2 separate regions of the Oryctolagus cuniculus genome follow, and region 2 is linked to region 1. Evidence: chromatin contacts called from public Micro-C data. All regions are on one chromosome and are shown on one strand. The core of a region is the stretch at or near the end of the contact, and the rest is flanking DNA. Distances in the headings are between cores, read along the strand shown. Region 1 overlaps MPP7 (MAGUK p55 scaffold protein 7). Region 2 holds the start of MPP7 (MAGUK p55 scaffold protein 7).

What was found. A called contact is a pair of places that touch in the nucleus more often than the background predicts.
Region 2: a contact with region 1 is called in a Micro-C map of ear pinna, with 2.7 times the contacts expected there. The contact joins the promoter of MPP7 here to the enhancer-like site in region 1. A contact is called at or near these places in 2 of 6 Hi-C or Micro-C datasets (ear pinna and an unstated tissue).

Annotation. Positions count from the first base shown.
Region 1 is chr13:100,144,823-100,152,613 of mOryCun1.1, forward strand. The region is part of intron 1 of MPP7 (MAGUK p55 scaffold protein 7); the gene reads right to left. Among named protein-coding and RNA genes, the nearest start is that of MPP7, 43 kb to the right of the region's middle. Within about 2 kb of position 2,744, at least 2 of the 8 cell types and tissues checked have an H3K27ac peak or open chromatin away from gene starts, as enhancers often do. A contact at or near this core is called in ear pinna, where this site is marked.
Region 2 is chr13:100,186,559-100,193,978 of mOryCun1.1, forward strand. MPP7 (MAGUK p55 scaffold protein 7) reads right to left here and starts at 4,867. Exons shown (of 19, transcript XR_011381720.1): 1 at 4,649-4,867. LOC138845074 (a long non-coding RNA gene) reads left to right here and starts at 5,089. Exons shown (of 2, transcript XR_011381800.1): 1 at 5,089-5,289; 2 at 6,872-7,220.

The DNA of each region.
Region 1 (7,791 bases), core at 1,494-3,993:
AGCTATCACATAATTATTGGGGACTGGCACTGTGGTGTGGTGGGTAAAGCTGTCGCCTGCAATACCAGCATCCCATACGGGCACCGGTTCGAGTCCTAGCTGCTCTACTTCTGATCCAGCACCCTGCTACTGGCCTGGGAAAACAGTGGAAGGTGGCCAAAGTGCTTGCGTTGTAGGCAGGCATATAGGATAAAATTGGTTACTAGGTTTGTGAGCTGGAAGACCATGCCTTCACCACACCCCCTGTGTGACTTCATGCCCCTACCTGGCCACACCTGTGTGCCCACCTGCCAATCAGTCTAATTAACCACTCCCCTTTGGAAGTGGATTAAAGGCCTGGAACATGGTGGGCCCAGCCCTTCCAGGCTTCCCGGCCTGCATGCTCCTCAACGTGGCTGGCTTCTATGCTCGGTATGAATCCAGATTTCTCTCTCTCTCAGATAGGGCCGACACTCTCCTAGGCATTGCTCTCACTGAATAAAAAGCTTAAAAACTTACCACAATGCCTGGTTTATTTGTGCCAGTATTCAGAATTCTGTTAACATGTGGCAAGAGCCTACATGGCTTATTAATGGAGAATGCCAGATGACAAGCATACCCATCCGGATGTCCTTATCCTAAGATCAATCCCACTTCTGAATTTCAGGCTCTGCAGATGGAGACGGAACTGTGCGGTTCTGTTCCTAGCTTCAGGAGTTCAAGCTGGGCCGTGGCGGCCGAGGTTTCCGACAGAGGCCATCTGAGCTGTCTTCGCTGTAATCAGCGCGAGGTTTCTTCCCTCGCGAAAGGGAGGAGAGGTGGAACCGAATGAGCAGTCAGGATGCCCCCAGCCGCCAGGGAGGAGTCCCCGCTCCACTGCCTCCTGGGAGGCAGCAGTGATGGCCCAAGGACTTGGGCTCCTGCCACCCACATGGGAGACCCGGATGGAGTTTTAGGCTCCTGGCTTCAGCTTGGTTGTTGTAGGTGTTTGGAGAGTGAACTGGGTGGGGGGAGGGTTGGTGGGGGGTACAACGAAGACATCCCCCCCCCCACACACACACACTTTCAAATAAATAAAAATCAAATAAATTTTAAGACTATTTGGGAAAAAAAAAGTTTTTAAGCCAGCAGGAAGACTAGGAATGTCCCAGCTTTCTAACAGGTGTGAAAACCAGGTCTCACTGAAGCCTGGGTTGTACCACGGGAAACTGGCATCTCTCGGTCTCCCATCCAGATTGGCCGCTCTGCAGGCAACCTGCGGGGAAGTCACTGTCCTCTTCAGCAGAAAAAAAAGGCAAGAAACAACCCAGCATCAGAGGGCAACCACATCAACGCTTAAGGAGGAGATCAACAGGCTTAGGGCTCTTTAAAAGTGGAACCTGTTTAAGTGACGTCAACCAGCAAAAGCTTCCCTCCCTCCCCCCCCCCAGGGCTGAAACCCCCAGGCTAGCAGCTGCTGCACTTCCTAGAAAGGAGATCTTCTCATCTGTCTGATCTGCATTTCTTTGAAGATCCGGATGGTTTCTGATTTTCCGTAAAAGATAAGCCCTCCAGGGGAAAGTGACAGCAATGACAGAAGGATTTGTGGCCACAAATGCCCCCCACCCCCCCCACCCCCCAGGTTGCCAGAGTGAGAAGAGGCAGCCAGGAGAGCTCAGGAGATAAGCACAAAAAACTACAAAGATGAGGGAGACCTACAAACCGGGAGGACTTTGATCTCTCAGCACCTGAGACCTGGGGCCAACCTCAAGAAAAGAGAAAGAGAAAAGACAGCACACCTCGATGTCTACACCCAGGAACCCTGCGAAGACCCTGGTGGAGAAACGCTCACAATTCTCCTCCCCACCCCCCACTCCTCCACCACACACACACACCCCCCACCCCCACTCCCCCCCCCACCCCCACCCCCACTCCCCCCACCCCCGGCTGCTGTGAAAATTCACAACAACAAAATCCACTTCCTTAACTTCTCACTGCATGTGACACAGCATGACCCCTGGAGACCTCACATGGGCTATTTCTGCTTTATCCACTCCTCTGTGAATTATCTTCAATTGCACTATAGATATATATCTATACATATAGATAGATACAGATATAAAATCTCCTTGGACTAAGACACTGTGACCGTGTCTCAAAAAGACTCTTTTTTCCTCTCCTGTAAACCGCGGGGGGAACATTTATTCTAAGGCTGCTAATTTCACAAACTAGCTAAAATCGCTGGCAGTGAAATCATAGCTGTGCAAGTCGGGAGCAGCTGGCTAAATGGCAGTGTTGGGTTGCTGGAGCACTAAGCGTTCTCTGTCCTAATCCCTCAAGAACAAATTGGGATGGGAAAGAGGGAAGAAAGGGCCCAAGAAGATAAAAGCTTGTTCAGGAAGGCCATTACGGTAACAAAGGTTCCGGCGAGGGATTGTCTTCTTGCTCTTAAGTAGTAATTTTGCAACAGTACGCCAAATGCAACTAATGAAACTGTACTGACTCATCCTGAGCTAACCGCTTGATCTTATCTTTTTTAGTACCAAGAATTCCAAAATCGGTTCCTTAAATAACAGGCAAAAAAGAGAGACTAATTACTAAAACCTACCCAGCAGATGTATCCAAAATGTAACTAATAAGGATGACACAGATAACTAGAAATCAGGTCTAGCTCAGAACCAAAGCTTGGGCAGAACAAATCTGCTATCTACAAGGTGGGTGCGTCTCACAACCACAAGAATGGCTGAGAGCTGAAACAAGACGAAACTTGCCACCTTACTCACTGCAGCTCAGCACTGGCGGGGAACCAGGCTGCGTGCCCCAACACACACGCACGCACACACACACGCAGGCATGCACGAACACACACAACTTCGAGGAGAACCCATGCAATCCAGAAATCTGCACAAAATGAAGGGGAGAACCTCCTACGGGGCAAACTATGAAACAGCTCTGGATTGTGGCTCTGAGAACAAGTATCGAATAGTGGCAGAGAAGGAAGATTCTAGAAGGAAGCTGTATCAACTAACAAACACGAACTTGTTGTAAAATGGAAACTGGGGATTGCTGCATTTTATCCCTTCTGTGCTCTGAATATTTAAAGATTATTTCTTTACTTAATTATTTCAAAGCAGTGTGATAAAGAGAGGAGAGACAGAGACAAAGGCAGAGGCAGAGAGAGGTCTTCTACCCACTGGTTCATTCCCCAAATAACAGCAACAGCCAGGGCTGGGTCAGGAGCCATGGACTCCATCCAAGTCTCCCACGTGGGTGCAGGAACCAAGTACTTGGGCCATCTGCCGTTGCCCACAAGGCACATTAGCAGGAAGCTGGATTAGGAGCGGGGAGTAGCCAGGACTCAAACCTCGTACTCTGATGTGGGATGCGGGTGTCCCAAGGAGCAGCTAAACCTGCTGCACCACAACTGTCCCTAGCCTCTGGATTATTGTGTCCTCATTGTTCTATATGCCAAGGAACTAAGTTTAAAAAAAATGTATAGAAAAGGGATAAAGACTCTTTTCTTCTTAACTCTACAAGCTTATTATGGAACTATTTTTTCTCTGCCTATTATAACAAAACGCCAATCACAGAGCTCAATGGGACATTTTTCTGGATCCAAGAGAGCACTCGCTCAAGTTTATAGAATGAACACCTGTGTTCTGGGAGTTCTGGGAGACGTTAGCAGTATCCTAAACAGTCTGCATCTTACTTGTTTGGGGACCAGTGAAATCTCACTCTACGGAAATCCACTTTGGGAATCCAGGGATGGAATGCTGAAAATGCTACTTATCGGACAGACACGCCTGCTCCATTTCCCCCAACCTGACAAGCGGGACTGTGCCCAAGTCAGGTCAACAAGACACCAGTGGCACGGTATAAAGAGAAATTCTGGAATGTGGGACAGTGTGGGAAGGAGCACATCCCGATGCCATGGGAGCAACGGGGGTGCAAGTGGCAGGAGAGGAGGGGAAGGTGGACGGAGGGAGTTGAAGCACAGCCAAGGTCAAATGCAGCCACAGGACCGACCTCTGCAGACCCCAAGTAGACAAGGTGAGGGCCAACCCCACACTCCCCCAGCCTTTTGAGTTTCCAGTTAGGTTTGGAATAAAAGTCTATTAAGCATGGCCGGCGCCACGGATCACTAGGCTAATCCTCCGCCTTGTGGCACCGGCACCCCAGGTTCTAGTCCCGGTCGGGGCGCCGGATTCTGTCCCGGTTGCCCTCTTCCAGGCCAGCCCTCTGCTGTGGCCCGGGAGTGCAGTGGAGGATGGCCCAGGTGCTTGGGCCCTGCACCCCATGGGAGACCAGGATAAGTACCTGGCTCTTGCCTTTGGATCAGCGCGGTGCCCCAGCCGCAGCGTGCTGGCGCGGCGGCCATTGGAGGGTGAACCAACGGCAAAGGAAGACCTTTCTCTCTGTCTCTCTCACTGTCCACTCTGCCTATCAAAAAAAAAAAAAAAAAAAAAAAAGTCTATTAGGCCAAAGACCTCAACAGTACGTAGGTAATGTACTCAAGGGCGCGGCAGGTTCAAGGGGAGGTCAGAATGCTCACGGAAAACCAAGTTACAGGTGAGCTTACACTGTTGCAGAGCCTTTGCGACCCGTGCATGCTCATAAGGATGGCTGACAGCAGGAAAAGCAAAAGGTAAGGGGCTCAAATGCCCACCAATCAGGCAACAGTTTACAGAAGAAAGTAAATGAGGGGGCCCGGCTTGTGATGGATGGGACAGAGCCACTGTCTGCAGTGCTGGCATCCCATATGGGCACCGGTTCCAGTCTCAGCTGCTCCACTTCCGATCCAGCTCCCTGCTGATGGCCTGGGAAAGCAGCGGAAGAGGGCCCAAGTGTCTGGGATCCTGCCACCCACGTGGGAGACTCGGATGGAGCTCCTGGCTTCTGTCTGCCTCAGCCCTGGTCCTTGTGGCCACCTGGGAGTGAACCAACTATTAGAAAATCTCTCTCTGGAACTCTTTGAAATAAATAAATCTTAAAAAATAAAATGAATGAACAAATAAAAGTCAAACAGGGTGGGGGGTTTGGGATGTAAAATGAGACTAAATTTTTAGTCTATATTCTTTGTCCTTTTTAAAATTTCATAATGAGTATTCAAATCTTACATAATTAAAACCTGAGGCAAAAAAAAAAAAAAGACTTTTTTTTATTATTGTTTTCTTGTTATCCACTTGGGATACTGACAATCCCGCAGAGGAATGAGATGGAGCCTGTTTCCAATCCAGCACCCTGCTAATGTACCTGGGAGGCAGCAGGTGCTGGCCCACATACTGAGTCCCTGCCACCCCCATGGGAGACCTAGATGTAGTTCCTGGCTTCTGGCCTTGGCCTGGCCCAGCCCCAGCTGTTGCAGGAATGTGGACAGTGAACCAGTAGGTAGAAAATCTCCTCTCTCTCTTTCTCTCCACCTTTGATATAAATCAAAACAAACAAACATGTTTTTAAAATAAAACACTCTTAGGAAGGTTAAATAGCAGGGTGGACGTAGTGGTGCAGCAGGCTAAGCGCCTGGGATTGAGTCCCTGCCATGAGTGTCCCATCAGTTTCTGATCTAGCTTCCTGTTAATTCGCCACTGCCATCTATGTGGGAGACCTGGATGGAGTTCCAGGCTCCTGGTTCAGCTGGGTCCAGCTCTGGCCATTGTAGCCATTTGGGGAGTGAACCAGCAGAGGGAAAATCTCTCTTTTTCTCTGTCTCTCCTTCTCTGACTGCAACTCTGCCTTTCAGATGAAATAAAATCATTTTTAATAATGGAGGGAAGAGACCGGCACTGTGGCGCAGCGGGTTAATGCCCTGGCTTGCGGGGTCAGCATCCCACATAAGCGCTGGTTCTGATCCCGGCTGCTCTCTTCCCATCCAGCTCTCTGCTATGGCCTGGGAAAGCAGCAGAAGATGGCCCAAGTCCTTGGGCCCCTGCACACACAAGGGAGACCTGGAAGAAGCTTCTGGCTCTTGGCTTTGGACCGACGTAGCTCTGGCCATTGCAGCCAACTGGGGAGTGAACCAGTGGATGGAAGACCTCTGTCTGTCTGTCTGTCTGTCTCTCTCTCTGCCTCTCCTCTCTGTGTAACTCTGACTTTCAAATAAATAATCTTTTAAAAAAATGGAGGGAAAAAAATAAAAATTAAACAGCAACTATGGCATACAATTCCATCCTGAGCCTTAGGACCCATGTAATCTATCATTGTACCTTATACCTTTATGTAAGTACCTATGTGTCCTTCTCTTCCGTTGAATTATAAATTCCTTAAGGAAAGATAAATAGCTATCTTGTTTTTGTTGTTATTGCTATTGTTATTGTTATAAAGATTTATTTTTTTTTTCAACAGGCAAAGTTACAGAGAGAAAGAGGGGGAGAGAGCTCCTTCACACACTGGTTCACTCCCCAAATGGCCACAACAGCCCGGGCTGGGCAAGTCTGAAGTCAGCAGCCAGGAACTTCCTCTGAGTCTCCCAAGTGAGTGCAGGGGCCCAAGCACTTAGGCCATCACCCACTGCTTTCCCAGGCACATAAGCAGAGAGCCGCATTGGAAGTGGAGCGGCCGGGGCTCAAACCGGCACCCATATAGGATGCCAGTGTTGCAGGTGGAGGCTTGGCCCGCTATGCCACAGCGACAGTCCCAATAATTATCTTCTACAATACCCGGCACAGAGAGATGCCTGCCGCTTGTACGCTGAGAATAAACAAATGAATACAAAGACCCAGGGCTATGCAGGTAACCACACTTGGCCATGGTCACTGGAAGTCCTCTGAGCCATGCCAGCCTGGTCCACAGAAAGGACACAGATGGGCTACGGTCTAAGCAGGAGATGGCTCCCAGACACGTGCACACACGTAGACCCCACAGACCTAAGTGGATGGTACTGAGGGTGCACGCTCGATCCCAGGGAGTGCCCTAGGAAGGCAGTTCCATGAGAGGCTTGGTTATAGAAGCCGAGCTGAGCCCAGCACTCTGCCTGCTCCCCGGCTCTACCCGAGACCCCGTCCTCTGCACACACCCCACCCCATCTTCCTCCAGCCTCACCAGAACCATTGGATCGGAGACTGCAAACCTCCAAAATCCACCTCCTTTCTCCACAAGTAGATTTTCTTAGGTATTTCACTGTGGTAATAACAAACTAATACCAAAAAAAAAAAAAAAAAAACACCTCCCAGGAACTCTACGACTTTCAGAGATTTCTACAACCCTTTAGAAGGTTCTGGATTAGTGAGATCAAGGTCACAGAAGGTGAAAATGCAGCAACAGTGGCAGAGTCCGCAGAGCACCGAGAAGCAACATGTACAGGTTGATGTTTCACATCACAGCACAAATGGGGTGTCCTATCATTCATCCGGGGCCTGGCAGGAAGCCAGGGCCTGGTGAAACAAGTCTTATTGTACAATTAACAACACTGAAAACCGAAGCATGCGGGAAAAGATGGAATACAAAACTCCCCAGTGTGGTTTGCACGGTCTAAGTGCCTGGAGAGCTCGGTCTTCGGCGTGGGGATGGTGGTGGAGAGAGGGAGCAGTGACAGGTGGGGCCCACTCGGGGGGCTTTGCTGGCCCTCCCCTGCTCTATGGCTTCCCCGTCGTGCCATGCACACAGCTTCAGCTGTTTCGCTGTGGTGATGGAAGAGAGACAAATACATGTCCCAAGACAACCTGCTCAGGTATTTTCATGCAAACCCAGGTTTGCTCCCTGGACATAACTCTCATACTATCAGGTCCCGTGCTTGGAAAGGCTCCACTCCTGAGCTCTGCACGTCTCTCATGGACCTGGATCAGCAATAAAACTCTGTCCACAGAAGGTGAAAAAACATGCAAAGATTCATTCACT
Region 2 (7,420 bases), core at 3,617-6,116, 44 kb after region 1:
GGCCCAAGCACTTGGGCCATCCTCCACTGCTCTCCCGGGCCACAGCAGAGAGCTGGCCTGGAGGAGGGGCAACCGGGACAGAACCAGTGCCCCAACAGGGACTAGAACCCGGAGTGCCGGTGCCACAGGCAGAGGATTAGCCAAGTGAGCCACGGCGCCGGCCAGGATTCTACTTTCTTCAAGAGAGGAAACTGCACCTCTGAAGACTGAAGAGTACCCAGCCCCAGGCTGGACCACAGGCGTGTTATAAACCCAGGCATCCACTGCCTGCAAGTCCTGGCTGCTCCTTAGAGGATCCGGCTCCCTGCTGATGCGCCTGGGAAAACAGGAGATGGCCCAGCCACCCACGTAGGAGAGCCAGATGGAGTTCCTGGCTGGAGCGATGCAGCGGATGGAAGATAACTCACTCACTCTCTCCATCTCTCCCTCTAACTCTGACCTCCAAATAAATAGAACAGACCTCTAAATTAAAGAAACCTGACTTAAGATGCTTCTGGACCAGCATGAAGTCTTCAGAGAGAAGCTGGCTTGAGGGTGGCTTTGTCACACGTCCAGCTATTCACGACCACCAGCCTTTCCGTGCCCCACCTCGGCCTGGCCACATGGCCAAGAAGCACCTCACTGGAAGACGCAGCCTGCTTCCAATTCCCCCTGGCACGTCGCCAGCACCCTGGAACCAGGCGCACTTCTAAGAAACATTACCAGGACTCTCCTCCCCAGCCTGGTGTCAGGGCTAAGGAAATAAACACGCGCCAACCACCGAATGAGCTCGCCTGGCTTCAGCTCTGATCCAGTGTGCTCTTGGAACACCTCACAAAATGCAGCCATCCCCGAGGGTCCTCCCGCGGCTTGAGCATTGCCGTGTCCGTACTGAAAATGGATGTATATGGCTTTTTATCAAAGCAACAGCTGTTTCCTATTCATTCTGTCACCAGCCTGGCCTGACGGGCTCCTATCAGCAGCCAGAGAGACGAACACTTCCCTTCTCTTTTATTAAGTTAAGCAAGCCGCTTATTAATATGATTACAGTGGGGACAGCACTGTGGCACAGCAGGTTAAGCCACCGCCTGCGATGCCAGTATTCCATATGAGTACCAGGGTCACCGATTTGAGTCCCGGCTGGTGCGCTTCCAATCTAGCTCCCTGCTAATGTGCCTGAGAAAAGAACAGATGATGGCCCAAGTGCTTATCCTCCTGCCACTCACATGGGAGACCCGGATGGAGTTCCAGGCTCCTGGCTTTGGCCTGGCACAAACTCAGTCATTACGTCCATCTGGGGAGTGAACCTATGGATAGAAGATTTCTCTTGCGTTTGTGCCTCTCTCTCTCTGTAACATGCTTTTCAAATAAATAAGTAAATCCTCAAAAAACATATTATAATGAAAAAATATATTTATCAAATGAAAGTTCAAGAAAGTTTTACATGCCTAGAAAAGTAAATTTTCACTTCTGCATCCGTTCCTAGTAGGTATCAAATAATCTCACTATACACCCACTTTGCCACTTGAATCAGTCATCTAAGAAAGCAAAGTGTCCCCAGAGCTCTGTCCCAATGCACCTAAGATTTAACCTACAAGTGCCAGGTGTTGTAACCCAGTAAACATCCCATATCAGAGCCCAGTGTGCAAGGCCCAGCAGCTCCACTTCCAATCCAGCTCCCTAGTAAGACACCAGAGAATGCAGCAGAGGATGGCCGAAGTGCTGTGTCCCTGCCACTCACATGGGATGGAGTTCCTGACTTCTGGCTTCAGCCTGGCCCAGTCGCAGTTGTTGCCATTTGGGGAGGGAACCAGCAGACAGAAGATCTGTCTCAGGGTCGGCGCTGTGGCGTAGTGGGTAAAGCCGCTGCCTGCAGGGCCGGCATCTCATATGGGCGCTGGTTTGAGTCCTGGCTGCTCCACTTCCAATCCAGCTCTCTGCTGTGGCCTGGGAAAGCAGCAGAAGATGGCCCAAGTCCTTGGGCCCCTGCACCTGGATGGGAGACCTGGAAGAAGCTCCTAGCTCCTGGCTTTGGATCAGCGCAGCTCCAGCTGTTGCAGCCAATTGGGGAGTAAACCAGCGGATGGAAGACCTCTCTCTCTCTGCCTCTCTGCTCTCCTTCTCTCTGTGTAACTGACTTTCAAGTAAATAAATAAACCTTTAAAAAAAAATTGTCTCACTCTGTCTTCCCCCACCCCATCACTCTTTCAAATAAATAAATCCTTAAAAATGTAGATTTAAATAAAACACAATCCATTTAAAAATATATAAGAATGCATAATAAAGACAAATAAATCTACATTCTGATCTGGGTTCCTGACCCACAGGGAGAACTAAAGAGCTTTTTAGCAGGGGCTTTTTCTGAAATTACTAACAATTTCCTTTACTTTAAGTTAAGCTACTTGTTCCTTCCACATCATCTCATTTCAGAAAATCCCCTGAAGGGACAAAGGTACTCATGGCAATTCTGAGTGCAGTGATGACAGATATGTTGCAGTATGTCTGCATCTCTGACCATGAGATGTTTATAAGAAAAAGAATCGTCTTGGGGGCCGGTGCTGTGGCATAGCGGGTGAATCCCATATGGGCGCCGGTTCCAGCTGCTCCACTTCCGATCCAGCTCTCTGCTGTGGCCTGGGAAAGCAGTGGAAGACGGCCCAGGTGCTTGGGCCCTTGCACCCATGTGGGAGACCTGGAAGAAGCTCCTGGCTTCAGACTGGCTCAGTCCTGGCTGTTGCAGCCACTTGGGGAGTGAACCAGCAGGAGAAGCTTCCTTCAATCTCTCTCTCTCTTTCAAATAAATAAATAAAATCTTGAAAAAGAGGGGAAAAAAAAACTATCTGAAATCTCCAATTAGCAGCATCCAGTGCACCCTCTAATGGAAGCCAAGTCATGTTGTGATTGATTAATTTTAATGGAGACAGGGGGGGAGGGAGGGGGAGGGAGGGCAAAGAGGGAGAAGAAACAAATCAGAATCCTTGAAAATCAGGGAGCATCTGGGGGCTGTGAGGCAAGAATCCAGGCAAGTACTTCACCAACAGAAACTGGATGACCAGGCTGGAGTCACCAGGAGAAGAACTGTTTCCTTTAACAGACGCGGCAGGATTCTTAATGGAAATGTGTGCTTGGGCGCTGGCAGCTTTAACTTGACAGGAGAGTAAAACGTTAAGGAAAAGGCGACCAAGCATAAATAAGCCAGCAGGGAAATCAAGGCAGAGCTACACCCACAGGCCTGCGGAAGTTATGCCAAAATGTGCGTGCAACACATAACAGACTGCACGGGTTGGGGGCAAACTAGGGACTGCTTCCCCCTCAGTGGAGTTCCCATCCAGTCATCCACAAGGCACGCCCTTGTTCCTATAACTAATCACATTAGTGGGCGGATAACCCAGCAGTACCCTGGAGCTTCCGAAACCTTGACATCACCCCAGCGTGGACGCCAGCTCCACCCTGACCCCCACACACCCTTGAGTTATTCCAATTAGGAAATTATTCTTTCCGCCCTCTACAAACATCGAGACTTCGCACACCAAAGCCAGAAGTCAAAGTGCAGTAGGCTCCATCCGCGTTTACCATACTATTTCAAGTCAATTCAGAAGCCAGACCACGTAAACTTCCCAAAATTTAAAACACAGATTTGCACACAAGAACACTAAGTTGTGTTTGGTTTGGATTCTTTTTGCCTGTGTGGAAAATTACCTTTCTGGTGAAATTCCAAACATCTTAGCAAACTGCGGGTGGGGTGGCGGGGGTGGGGGGAGAGACAAGGGAACAAGCCCTAAGAACCAGGATTTCTTTACTTGCAAATCACCTGGACCCACGTGATCAGACCTGGCTGTAGGAGCTCAGCTGGGCTGTGGGAACCCTGGCCCAGCCCTGGGATTAAAGGCGCTCAGGGGTCAAACAGGGCGGGAATCCGAGGCCTGCGGAGCTGTCAGCTGTGAAATGGGCCTCACCAGGAGCGCACAGCCCTGAGCGTCTCCGGGAGACGCCCTCCAGGGACACGCAGTTCGCGGGACCCAAGTGAACCCGCGTGGACGGCACGCTGTCTCTCCCCGGGGGCCACCGCTGCAGACACCCTGCGCGTGGGGCTTCTCCCTCCGTGAGGCAAACTCGCTGATACTCCACCACGGGCAAAGTATCGCCGCCCGGGTGGCAGGTGTACCTGGGCGCAGGTGTACCCGGGCACACCCGGGGAGGGCCAGGTGTCCCCCGGGGCGGCGCCCACGCCCCGCCCACCCACAGGCGAGCCACGCCACGGGGGTCCACGCCGGGGGAAGCCCCCGGGCCAGCTCGCGGGAAAGGCCGCTTTGAGTTTCTAACCGCAGCGCACGAGTGGAAGACGTCAGCGAGCACCCCGCACGCCGCAGGGCGCCTCAACACGACCCGAGGCGGGGAAGAAATAGGCGCACACACACACCGCACCCGGCTCCCCGGCTCCCCGCTCCCGGCTCCCGGCTCTCCCACCCGCCGGGAGCCCGCGCCCGCGTCCCGCGGAGCCCCGCACCTGCACGCGCGCCACCCCACCCCCACCGCCGCGCAAGGTGCCGGCGCCGGGAGAGGCTCCCGGAGGGCGAGGGGCCCCGCCGCCCCGCTCGGCCCGGCCGCCGCCGACCTTGCAAACCCGGGCGCCGACCCCGCGCCTCGGCTTCGCGCGCCCCCCAAGTACCTGGCTCCCGGCGGGCGGTGGTCTGTGGGGGAGCGCGCTCGCTCCGGCCGCTGCGAGTCCCCGGGTCCCGCAGCTCCGGAGGCGCCGCCAAAGGGAACAATCAGCAGCCCGCGGGCTCGGCGACTCCGCGGCGGGCGCAGACGTTGGAGCCCGGCGGCAGCCCGGCGGCCCCCACCTCCAGCCCGGGGAGGAACCGCCTGGGCCCCCTCCCTCGGGGGGGCGGTGCCGAGGCCGCGGGGGCGTGGCCGCAGCCGCCCGCGGGGGGCGGGAGCCTCGCGGACGCTACGTCAGAGGCGCCTGCTGATAGGCTGCGGCCACGGTGGGCGTCTCAAATTCGCAGACAGCCCCTCCGGTGGAACTCCCTCATTGGCCGGGCGGAGAAAACAAAGCGGAGCCCTGATTGGTGACGGCGGTGAGGCTCCGCCCTCCCAGCCGCAGTCAGCGCTAACTCCGCCCCCCGGCCGCCCGGTTCTCTTCCCGCAGGTTCCCGGGCCTTTGTGGGGTGCGCTGCTTGTCTGGGGGAGCCCAGGACCCCCCAGCTTCGCTCGCCCGCTGGCCGTAGAGCTGCGTGTGAACGCGGAGAATGGCGTTGTTGGAAACGCCGCCCGAGGCTTCGCAGCCTTGCAGGTGTTGTCACCCAGGTGAGATAGGTGACGTGGCTGCTTAGATCCTTAGTGAGCCTGCATCTCTTCGTAATCAGAAAAAAAAAAATTAGAGAAGTATAGAGAATAGTAAAAACAAATAGAAAAATGAGTAAGTATAGAGAACGGTAAAAAAAAATTTGTAAGACATAGAGAATGGTAAAAAAAAAAACTTTTTTTTAATTAAAAAATGTTAAAAATTGGGAGGAGGGTCTCCAGGGGACGGGTTCCTCCTCAGTACAGTAACAGTCAACGTGCTGGACACCTGGGGGCCACCAAAAACCATGAACAGTCAACCCCTTCGGCCCCTTGAAAAGCCCTGCAAATGTGAGCCAAGGAGAGCAAAAGCCTGCAAAGGCCGCGAAAAAAAAACCTGCCAGGAAGAAGTCAAGCTGCAGAAAGAAATTCCGCAGATACAAATCGGGAAGCTCAGCTGAAGCCGGAAATTACAAGGAAGACAAGAAAGTGACAGCCTTTACCAGCCCCTGTGCACCTGGGAGGCAGCAGAGGGTGGCCCAGGTGCTTGGGCCCCTGCCACCCATGGGGGAGACCTGGATGGGATTTCTGGCTCCTGGTCACCCCACGGCCCAGCCCTGGTCATTGTGGGCATCTGGGGGGAGTGAACCAGCAGATATGTGATTCATTCTCCCTCTCCCTTTCTCTCTCTCTGCCTCTCCCTCCTCCCTCTCTCTCCCCTCCTCCCCCACACTGCCTTTCAAATAAATACAAGCATCCAAAAAAAGGGTTTTTTTCTGAATAGTGCTAAGCAGGAGAAATAATGTATTAAAACAAAAACGTGACAACAGACTTTGGAAACCAAACGGCCAGTATCAATGGCCCATAATTACACTCATCTGAGCTCTCCAACCCCACCTGCCCTCACTCTCTCCAGCTGCCTTGGAGTTCTAAGCCAGGCACCTCCCCCAACAACTCTGGGAATTGCATAATAGTGAAGGGGGAAAGAAACAGGCGGTTGACGAAAATCAAGCCTAGGGAAAAGAGAGGAATCTGCGGTTGACATCTACACCAAGTGAGGCTGGGGGCCAGCAGCCGGCCCGGCAGTGACAATGCCTGCCTCCCTTGCCAAAGTGCCCGGCTTCCAGTCCCAGCTCTGACCTCTGGAAAACCAGCCCTGCCTGACTTCCAGACACCCCTGTTAGCTGAGGAGCATCAAAAGCACATTCCGGGGGCAAGTGTTTGGCCCCGTGTGGACACTCACATCCGCTACCTCGGTCCAAGTCCCAGCTCCACTCCCTATCCCAGCTTTCTGCTGGTGCAGGTTCTGGGAGGCAGCAGTGCCGGCCCAAGTCGTTGGGTGCCTGCCACCCACAGCCTGGCTGTTAATGGGCATTTGGGGAGAGAAGAGGATGGGAGCTCTTTGTCTCTCTGCCTCTCAAAAAACAAAGACCACAGAAGCTGAGTCAAAAAACAGGACAAATTTTTTTATTTCCTCTTAATTCCTGAGAATAAAGTAAAGCTCTTTGGAAAAAAAAAATGACCTTAGTACCTAACAATGAACTTAAAAAAAAAAAAAAAAACTCTTAAACAGAAACCTAAACAGTAGCTCAAAAATTTGTATTAGAACAGGAACTCCAGGGGCTGGCTCTGTGGCATAGCAGATGAAGTTGCCACCTGCACTGCCGGCATCCCATGTGGACGCTGGTTCCAGGCCCAGCTGCTTCACTTCCGATCCAACTCTGCTATGGCCTGGGAAGGCAGTAGAAGATGGCCCAAGTCCTTGGGCCCCTGCACCTGGATGGGAGACCCGGAAGAAGCTCCTGGCCCTGGCTCTTGGCTTCAGGTCAGCGCATATCCGACCCTTGCATCCATCTGGGGAGTAAACCAGCAGATGGAAGACCTCTTGCTCTCTCTGCTTCTCTGTAACTTTGCCTTTCAAATTAATAAATAAATCTAAAAAAAAAAAAAAGAAATCTGAGCAGGTGAATTAGAGTTAATATCCAAATATTTTTAAAATTATGTACAAAGTGGGGAAAGGAAGAATTTAGCATTGCCTACTATGAACAAATTCAAAAGAATACCACCCAAGAGTTTTTTTTTTCTATAACATTGCCTGAAATTCCACCATTAACATCCTTTCTTTGGGATAAAATCATTTATCTCTGAGATTATT